2 separate regions of the Arachis hypogaea genome follow, and region 2 is linked to region 1. A link is a contact called in public Hi-C data. All regions are on one chromosome and are shown on one strand. Each heading gives the region's core, a stretch centred on a gene start, on an enhancer-like site or on the middle of the called end of the contact. The rest is flanking DNA. Distances are from core to core; before and after follow the strand shown.

The links. Hi-C and Micro-C count contacts between places; a contact is called where the count stands out from the background.
Region 2: a contact with region 1 is called in a Hi-C map of an unstated tissue, with 3 times the contacts expected there. The contact joins two enhancer-like sites. A contact is called at or near these places in 5 of 8 Hi-C or Micro-C datasets (leaf and an unstated tissue).

What each region holds. Positions count from the first base shown.
Region 1 is chr2:5,303,503-5,308,887 of arahy.Tifrunner.gnm2.J5K5, reverse strand. No RefSeq gene overlaps it. Among protein-coding and RNA genes, the nearest start is that of LOC112734295, 15 kb to the right of the region's middle. Within about 2 kb of position 3,302, at least 2 of the 3 cell types and tissues checked have open chromatin away from gene starts, as enhancers often do.
Region 2 is chr2:5,357,073-5,362,457 of arahy.Tifrunner.gnm2.J5K5, reverse strand. No RefSeq gene overlaps it. Among protein-coding and RNA genes, the nearest start is that of LOC112734309, 8.0 kb to the right of the region's middle. Within about 2 kb of position 2,812, at least 1 of the 3 cell types and tissues checked has open chromatin away from gene starts, as enhancers often do.

The DNA of each region.
Region 1 (5,385 bases), core at 2,053-4,552:
TATAAGAGAAATACTATAAAATCATTAAAATTTATTTTTTTTTATCGTCACTTAGCCATTAACTCAATTTCTTTAATTTAGTTCATTTAGTTACTGTAATCTATTAATATACTTTATTTATAATTTTAAACAATGATATCTAACTGATGACAAAAAATAGTAAATTCTGATGACCCTTTAATATTTTTCAAAATGTAATTCACATCACAATAATTATAATATGTTAGAGATATAATTATTCATGCGTCTCTTTCTATCAATTTAAATTTTTAGAAAAAATAATATCATGATATGATATTAAAACTTCTATGTCCAAAAAGTTTAGAGTTTAATCATTAATGAACTCTAAAAGAAAATCAACATAAGACGAATAAAAATAAAAAAATTAAAGAAAGTCTATATAAAAATTCAAACAAACTAAAAAAAATTCTTATTTAAAAATTCATGTTAAAAACATAATCATTCGTGTGTCTATTTCTATCAATTTATATTAAACCTTTAAAAAAAAGTGATATCATAATAATACAATAAATGTATTAATATTTGCAAACACAATAATCACAACAGTTATTGCACCGGTAATTAAAACCCTAACCACCATCACAATTACAATCAATTTTTCACCATAAAATTGCAACCACAATTTGAAATAAAAAATTTATTTTCATATTATATATCCTCACGAAAAAGGAAAAAAAAAGTTCACATGATTCATCCTTTTATCTTCCACAATCATTTGAGGTTTCTGATTAGACATTGCTGTCACTTGCATGCCCTAAAAAGTATATAATATAACAATAGAAAAGCTTGCTCCATTGGTTACGTAGCTTTCCTTTCAGAACACCATCTTTTCCCTCCTCCTCCTCCTTCTTCTTTAAATTAAAGTTCTTTCAATATAATAAGAGAGATCTATTGCAAAGAGAGATAACCCTTTTTTGCTTTGTGAGCTTTGATCATCATTGTGTATAAAATCAATGTCATATCCTCAAACCCTAGCCCTTTGTGGGACCCTCTTGTGTCTCCATCTAGATTCCTAATAATAAATACCAAAACATATCTAACTAAAGTTAATTTCTAACCATTTTATACTCTTAATTTTAATTTGTTTATATGTAAACAACAATGGATTGAAAACCCTAGCTTTGTCTTTGAATATAATTAAATGCATGGCTCTCATTATTACACTACCTTCATTGGTTAAAAAGGACACAAAATTATTAGACTAATGATTCAAATTAGACCTACGTAAACCGAGGAGTATATAGGGTTGCTCTATATAAGACTTAGAAGATTTTTATTAAATTTAGGATCTAGTTAATAATAAGAGTTGAAAGTGTTTTTTTTTAAATTAAATAAAATTTTTAAGGATTTAACTAGCTTGTATCTTAAAGATACATTTAAAAAATATAATAATAATTTTTTTAAATATTTTTTATGTATTTAATATATTAAAAATATTTAAAATTAATTTTTGCAACAATTTTAATTTATTTTAAAAAATATTTCTTTTTATAGTATGTTTAACATGTGACTTTAGGACAAAAATTAATAAAATTTAATTTTTAAATCTTATTATTAAAAAAAAACTTTTTATGAAAAGTATTTTTCGATTGTTTGCTCCATTGTCTAAAAGGTATTTGAGTTCAAGAGTCATCAGATATAATAATTGATATACCTTTAATTTTATTTTTTATGACTAACAATATTAGAGTTCATCAATTCCCTTGTTACTCCTAATAAAGAACCTAGTGCAACTGAACTAACATGCACTTATAATATTGAATACTTGAAATACAGATCATCAAACAGAGAATTCTCACCCTTCTTATTCCATTTATTTTTTCAGTATTTTTAACTCATACGCATTTAAGAGGATATTTTTTACATTTTAAAATTAAGAAAAAGAAGTTGTTCATTATTCATCCATTAATTTATTTATCATATTCCCAAATCTTTTCTTTTAACCTTGACAAACTAGACAAGAATATATTCAGGACATGGCAACTTCAAAAGATATAATTTAAGTATAAGACAAATAAAAAAACAACATGCATTCAATGAAATATTATTATTTAATTAATGTTAATATACTATTAAAGTAGTTTTATACGTGCATTCAATTACGTAATATTACATCAGTAAAAGTAACTACTTTTTATATTAACCGTGTAAATAATTATAAAAAAACAGATATAATTAAAAAATTATATAAAATATTTTACATTATTAATTGATCAAAATTAAACACTATTTATATTTGTATTTGTTTAGTTGAAAAACACCAACTCTTGAAAACAAGAGTCATGATATGTCCTAGCTGCACCTAGTATAGATATATTAGAAAATATAAATTACATATATACATTGAAGTAGTTTAATTATTATAAATACATAACTAAATGAAAATATTAAAAATCTCAAACAAATAAATTATTTGAATTAGCTAGCTCTTCTGCTAATAATTTGATAAAGATCAGATATATCGGATAAAATGAGATGATTATCTACTATAATATTATCATATATATATATATATATATATATATATATATATATATATATATATATATATATATATATATATATGTATGTTAGAGTTATAATCATTTATGTATTTTATCTTTTTAATTTAAATGTTTTTAAAAAATAATTTTATGATATAGTATCAAAATTTTTATAATAAAATAATCTAATAAAAAAGTCTATACAAAAATTTATATAAATTTTATATGAAAAAGTGTTAGATTATAAATATTTGTATTTTTTATAAACTTAAATTTTTAGGAAGTGTATTTAGAGATGTAAGATCATTCTTGTGTGATAAAATTGTAAAAAAATAAAAAAAAATTATAACAAATTTTTTGTTAATTGTTGATTGATTGAATTGAATTATGAAGGTATAACTATATATATATATATATATATATATATATATATATATATATATATATATATATATATATATTTACGAAAGATAAAAATAAAGATAAGATAAGAAGATAATATAAAGATAAAATGAGATAATAAAAATTAAAATTGTAACTCAATGTATGTATTTTATTAAGCTGGTCACAAAACTTTTTTATTGTTGCCATGAATAGAAGAATAGTTTAATATTGTGGTCACTGAAAACGATATGAGTGTCGATAAGAACAATTTGTACGTACATAACCAAGGAACAAAAAGACAAAAAGAACAAAACAGATAATATAAAAATGATACATAAAAAATGGTTTGATATTAACATAACTACGAACTGGTGAAGGGTCGTAGCCATGCATTTGTGAAACGATCAACAATAGGATTCTTCAAATTTAATGAAGTATATGTTTGTCGTTACCCTTCAATTTCAAGAGAGTCGGTGTATTCTTTGAATTTGTGGGTCCTTAATTTCTTTTGTATTTACTCTCAAATTAGAAGTGGATTAGGGTACCATGATATGTTTCCTTTTATATATGTTTGTTATCTTAACGGCCTCTTAAATACTAGTGGCCACTTTTAGTTTAATTAATAGTTGTGTGTGTGAGAGAGACGATACACATCATTTATATAATGTGATCTTGTCTTTGAGTTGAAGCTTTTAGAATTAGCGACTCTGTAACTGCTAGAATATATTTAGAATATTATACATTAATATCATAAAAAATATAAGAATTGATATTTTTTATTAATTTTGACTAATATTTAATTAGCATAAATATTAAATTATTTTTAATAAATAAATTATATTGATTTATATGTATAAATTTTAATAAATATAAATGTAAGTTATATTAATTTATGTGTATAAATTTTTATAAATATATTAATTTAAAATAATAATATTTACTGATACTATAACATTGTTGATATATAATATTTAAGTATATTTTATATTAATTTTGTCACGGTATCTCTCAACCCGACAGGTTAAGAACTAATTCGTTGCGGATCGAAGTTCCATTTAAGGGTCTGTTGCTGGCTAATGGGCTGCTGCATACACAAGGCGGGATTCAAACCCCGACACTTACTTAAATAGACAAGTGAGCTAACCACTCGACTAATACAAGTTGATTTTTTATCAATATGATTTGATTATAATCATGGGCCTATATAAATAGGCATTACTTATTAGTTATTGAACACTCTCACAAGTCACAACAACATCTAACTATCAAGTGTATTCAGAATTATTATGAATTCTGATATGACATGAAAGGCATATAGTACCTTCCTTAAATTTTCTATCTTCTTTGTTGCCTCACACTCTTTGTTGAGAGAAATTTTGTTCCAAAATTGATGATTTAACCCGTACTAGCTATTGTTCAAATTTGTCTATGTTACCTTGTGGTAACATTGCCACCACCACACCATCTTATTCCTCATCTGGCATGGCAATCAATACGTTAATGCCCTATTATTTGTTTTACCATTAAGTTTGTCACTTTTTCAACACTTGATTTGTCATCAATAGAACTAATTTCACCACATTTTTTCAGTTTTGTCTACTCTCTAAAGTTTTATCAGTATTCTAGTTTTTGTAGTTTTATGAACATCCTAATTTTCTGTATTTTTATTCTGTCGTTTTTTTTTAATAAGTTGTAAATTTAAGTTGCCACTTGAATTTTGAAAAAATATTAGAATATATTTAGAATGTTGTATATTAATATAATATCTAAGTATATCTTGTATTGATTTATTTTTATTTAGTTTGATATTAAATTAAATTTTATTATTATTGGATTGTATCCTTAATTAACTTATAAATAAGTAGTTTTTATTGTACATTCTCAATACAGTATGTAAATATCAAGTTTATTTTCATGAATTCTAACAATGATAATGTAGTAGAATTTTGATTGTCGACTTAGGTCCATTTGGAAAATTTTAGAAGTAACTTTTTTTAATTTTTGACTTATAAAAAGTAGTAGTATTAATGTTTGGTGCAATTTTCAAAATCAAATTGCAACTTTCTAAGAAGCTATTTAGGAGCTTATAGAGAAGTTAAAAAAAATGACTTCTCTCGTAATACTTCTATTTTTTATCACATTTCTATAAAATAAGCACTTTTAGAGTTAAAAATTCAAATACAAAATAACTTATTTATAAGTTACTTTTAATAGAGTCATTTATTATTTAAGTTATTTTATCAAAAAGAGCTTAATTAAGTTGGTTACCCAAACTGAGTGTTAGATTATTATAGGTTGGATTAAAGTAAATACCAAATACTAAAAGTCAGCAGTTAAATAATTATCATTAAATCAGTGTTGATAGGATAAAGCCCACAGATATTAACCTTCTAAAGCTAATGTATTCTTAGGAGCTGAGTTTGGATATTATTGATGTCTAAGGGAGGATATACACCAACAACAGTTTAGAATAGAAAACTAATTAAAAACTTAAAAC
Region 2 (5,385 bases), core at 1,563-4,062, 54 kb before region 1:
GAATAAAATATATTAACTGATATATTAACTAAAAAAATTGAACTCATTTAATATTTTTTCCATCTTTTAGACTGTCTTTAACCAAAATGTTGTGTTTGTATTTTATTTGGAGATACATTAGAATAAATTATGAAAACCTAATTTATTCTCGTTTTTTTTTATTTAAAAAATTTGAGACAAAAAATATAATAATAAAAAATTAACAAGAATAATAAAAAATAAGTTGTCCCTTATTAGTATTTTTGTGTCTTTCTTGTTAAAATGAACATAAAATATACTAATTTAATGTCTTTAAACACGATATCTCTGTCTATATCTCTTCTGTCAAATACGATTTTGTATCTCAATATTCCTATCTCAATGTCCTATCTCTTCTATAAACAAATGTAGTCATAATGACCTTAATAAGAGTGCATCAGCAAAAGACCTTACTAGTTTTAATAGAATGCCTTCTCTTAAGCCATTGTAAAATTTTTATTATTCCATTGCATTTCATGTATTAGGGTTTATTTTTAATTTTAATGGATTTTTAATTAGTTGATAATTATCTTTAACAAATGTTATCTGGTTATCTCTTTAATTAATATATTTGACTTTTTTAATAACTACAAATGAAATATCAAATTTAGTTAATGATTGAGTAACTCGTCCATATATGTGTTTATAGATTTTGTTTATACTAATAAAATCCATTATATAAATTAAGTTCTTGAATTAATTATAGTAGTCAATCATAAAATATTGTTATTAAAAGCAATATTTGTTTTATACTATGGAACTACTGGAAAAAGTGGAATAACGTCTCAACCTTTGTAAGCTTGCATTGATAAACTTTTTGACATGTGAAATCTGCTTTATGAGAGAATAGAGCTAAGTAAGATCTTTAAGATAAGATGCCTTATATCAAACAAAACCTTTTGACCTTATATACCGTATCCCACCTAATTAAATCTTTTATTTTATTTTATTTTATTTTTTCCTTTTCTTTTCCATTTATATATTGTTGTCAAATTATTTATTTACATATATAAAAATTGTATAATATAAAAAGTCTATTACTGTTTACTTAAAAAACTATTAAATAATTATTTTTGCATTGTTACACTTTTTTTACTTATAGATAATTAGATGGAAAAGTCTATTACTGTTTACTTTTTTTTACTGGGTACAATTCACTCAAATTAAAATGGCCTGTGACATGAAAAGTTCACGATTAACTCTTTATCTTTAAGCAACGGTCAGACTTCTGGTATTATATTTAAATTCTAAAATTAAAAAATTTAATTAATTTCCATTATCAAAGGTATCGATAACATATTTGTCATATTAATTGTTAATGATCAATTATTAAATTGTTACTAACGGGGTAGACCATTGGTATGTTAGCCTAAGTTTTTGAAAAATAAAAATTAAATTAAATTCTCTTATCAACATTTTAGTCGTTGATAACACAACGTATTTTCGATATTAATATTTATTTTTAATTTATTTAATTTAATTGTAACTGACAGGTAAATTTAGCGATGATAGAATTATTGTATATCCGTCACACATGTAGTTGATGTAATTTGGCGCCAAAATTTTTTGACGATCAGATCATCGGTAAACATATTTCTAAAACAAAATTAAATTTTTACTTATTTTATTGGCGTCAAATTAAAGACATTAAGTTGTGTTTGTTTATGAAAACGGCATAAGATAAGACAGTGAAAATAAAATATAAAGGTCAAAAACATAAAATTTAGTGTTTTTATATTCTATTTAATGATAAAGTAAAATAAATTATAAAAATCAAGTTTATTCTTATTTTTTATTAAAAAATTTAAGAAAAGAATATAATAATAAAAATTTAACAAGAATAATAAAAAAATAAAAAATAAGTTGTATTTCTTGTTAGTATTGTTGTGTCTTTTTCGTTAAGATAAATATAAAATACAATAATTCAGTCTCTCTGAACACAATATTTTTATTTAGAACTCATTTTTTAAACATAATTTTATATTTCTATATTTTTATCTTTGTAAATAAACGCGATCTTAGTGACAACAAACCGTCAATAAATTATTTTACGGTTCCGTTACGTTACCAACAGCATATCTGCCAACTTCTGCCAACTCTTATTTATAATTGTGTTTCATGAAAGTGTATTCGTGGATGTATCTAATAAAAATGTCTTTTTTATAACTGTATTTAATAGAAGTGTCTTTATAGATATATTTTCTGGATGTGGCTCTTTATATATGTATTTAAAATATATTAATTATTAGACACATCTACGAACACACTTCCATGAAACACAAATATAAATAAGAGTTGGCAGAAGTTGATGAATAATATGTTGGTACCCTATACTTTTCCATTATTTTATATCTCTGTATCACTGTCGAAATAGCTGTGAATAATTCGCTATGAAAAAGTCTAGGAGGCCAGTAATTTTATTGCATTTTGGCCAGCATGTAACCATCAGAAAAAGGTGAGCCATTGGATGAAATCTCACACCAATTTCACACCATCAAATCATCATTGATGGCTAATTGATGGCTACCAATCACAAATGTTGCTGGCCCCTAGCATTGCTCTTGCTATAGTATAATAATGTTGAATGGCCTTTCTATTCCTAACATGAATTAGAGTATCTAAACAAACACACGTTTTGGAAGTATTTTTAAATAACAGATCTGAAAGGGCAACTTTTGATGAGTTTCACATGATCTTATTTTTAATTAAGTTTGGTATAAACCTACAATACAAAATACAATTAAATAACGACTAAATGCTTGAAACAGTAGGGCATTTAATCTAGATTTTGTTTAAGATAATGCTTAGGTCTGTTTGATCCCAATCAATGTCTTCCTCAGCCTATAACTGCCAAATGCAACCTTTGTCGGAATTTGTTAGGTACCAAGATTTTTAATAAATAATAATATTGCATGCAATTATGTAGTATTATATAAATAAACAAGATATGTTGACATATACATTATCTAATTTATATATATGCATGATTATATTACTGTACAATACGGATCGGTATACCCTTCTTTAAACACTCCGATCCAAATCCAAATACATAATCAAGTATGTATGTAGATGATGATTCTCTAGAAGGATTTCATATATATACAGTCATTTTTTCGAAATAAAGAAAACAGGACAAATTATTTTCTTTTTAAAAAAAATCTTGAAAAATATAAGAGAGAGTTGGACATGTGAGAAAAAGACCAATAGAACACCTAGGCGGTGACAACATGCACTATACTCGCAGGTATCCAATCCGACCTCACCCGGTCAAATAGGGTTGCCAATCCAATCCGCAGCGGGTAGGATAGGGTGCGGATCGGTTATGGTGCAGGTTGAGCATCAATTCTATCCGGCCAACCTACACTCTATATATGTATATATTATATACTTATATAAAAATATATTTCAAGTAGATGTTGAATGAAAGACCTCTCACTAAATACAAAAGATCGTTAGCTACTAAAAGAAGATCATTAATTAATAATTTAATACTTTTCTTTATATAAAAGTTTCTTTTATTTTAAATTATCATCAAGTTATATAATAATGTTGCATTTTTTTTATAACTCGCAGGTATGATCGAATACCCGCGAGTTAATAACGGGTAGGGTTAGAGTTGAGATATTCTCAACCCGCAGATAGGATAGACTTGAGTTTATGTGAAAATTTCAACCCGTGGATAGAGTTAGGGTTAGCTCCAAACCCTACCTTACCCTACCCATTGTCACCCCTTGACCACCTAGTTAGAATAGTGGATGAGATAGAAGATGGATAAGGGATGAAAGGTAGAGGGAGATCATCCATGAGATGGTCAAACGATATCTATATGTAAACGATCTCTCTATATACTGATACATGATAAAGTTCAATAGTGTTATTTGTTCCATGTAACCGACCCCACTTAGTGAGAAAAGGTTTTGTTGTTGTTGTTATATTTTGCACTAGTAATAATTACTTTTAATAAAACAAAAATGATATAGGTAGTTTCTAAAAAAAAATATATTGTAAATTAGCTGTACGATATATAGTATAATACTTTTAAATAAGAAATAATGTTGGCCAAGGAACTTTTGTAAGCTTCCATTTAAAATCAAATAAAATAACTTATTTGCAATTTGAACAATTTAAAATCTAAAAAGCAATAGTTTAAATTTCACATTTTTCAGCATTAATATTTAATTAAATAATTTTTTTATCATGTAGTCTTCAAATGCCTCCGGAAAAAGATTAAGATTAGGATTGTTCACCTAATTCGGTAGTTCAACTTATGAGGTATAATAATAAGCTAAAAATAAGAAGAGAGAACAAAGAAAACCATGAGGTAATCAACAATAATAATTACACATATTAAATGAGATTACGTTTGTTATTATTAATTCGCATATAGATACTATACCAGTAGTATACCACCCCTCTTAAATATAAAACAAGTTTTGAAAATTTATCATGTATATAGATTAAGAAAATGATGAAAAATATTTTAGTTTTAGATAAATTAAATTAGTTGTACAAATAAGCATTAGCATAAATACGCAATTTCATTTATTTAAATATAATTTTTTTATATCCATTTAATTTTTTAAAAATGTTGAGTGACCAAAATATTGAAGGAAACAAAAAAGTAAAAGTAAAAAAGATAGAGAACCATAAAAGATTAGAATGGAGAAATGATTGTTACATTATTTTTATTATTGTTCTTTTTTTATAAAATTTTTACTATAAAAAATTTATGTGTTTTATAGAAAAAAGAGAAAAAGACCAAGAAAATGAAAATTTTATTATTGCTCTTTTTTCATAAAATTTTTAAAAAGTCTTAATGAAAAAAGAAAGAAAGAAAAAAAAGAAAACATAGAAAAAGAATAAGGCATATGAGAAGGAGAAAAAAAAGTAGAAGAAAGAGAAAAAGAAGAGAAGAAGCGAACGATAATGTAGATAAAAATGTTTGAGAGAAATAGAATAAAAAAAGAGTAAAAATTAAAATTAGGAGCGGATAAGTAAATAAAAGAGGCATACTATTAGCTAGAAATGTTTGATTAGATTTTGTTATAAATATTATTTTTTTTGTTTCTCTTCTTTTTTTTTGTTTTTTTTTTCAAAAACAATGAAATAGAAAAGAAAAATAGAAGCAAGAGCAACTTGAAGAAGAAAGAAGAAAGAATAAAAAACAACACATCAACAATAAAAAAAAGAAGAAAATGCAATAAGAAAAAGATGAAAAAACGTGAAATTGTATTGCAAAATTTACGTTCATGTTTGTATGAGTGATTTTTGTTTGGACCATTAATAATTATTAAATCAATTTAATTAGACTTACTAAAAAAATTTGTACATATATATAATATTATTGTACCGTTATTTTTAAAC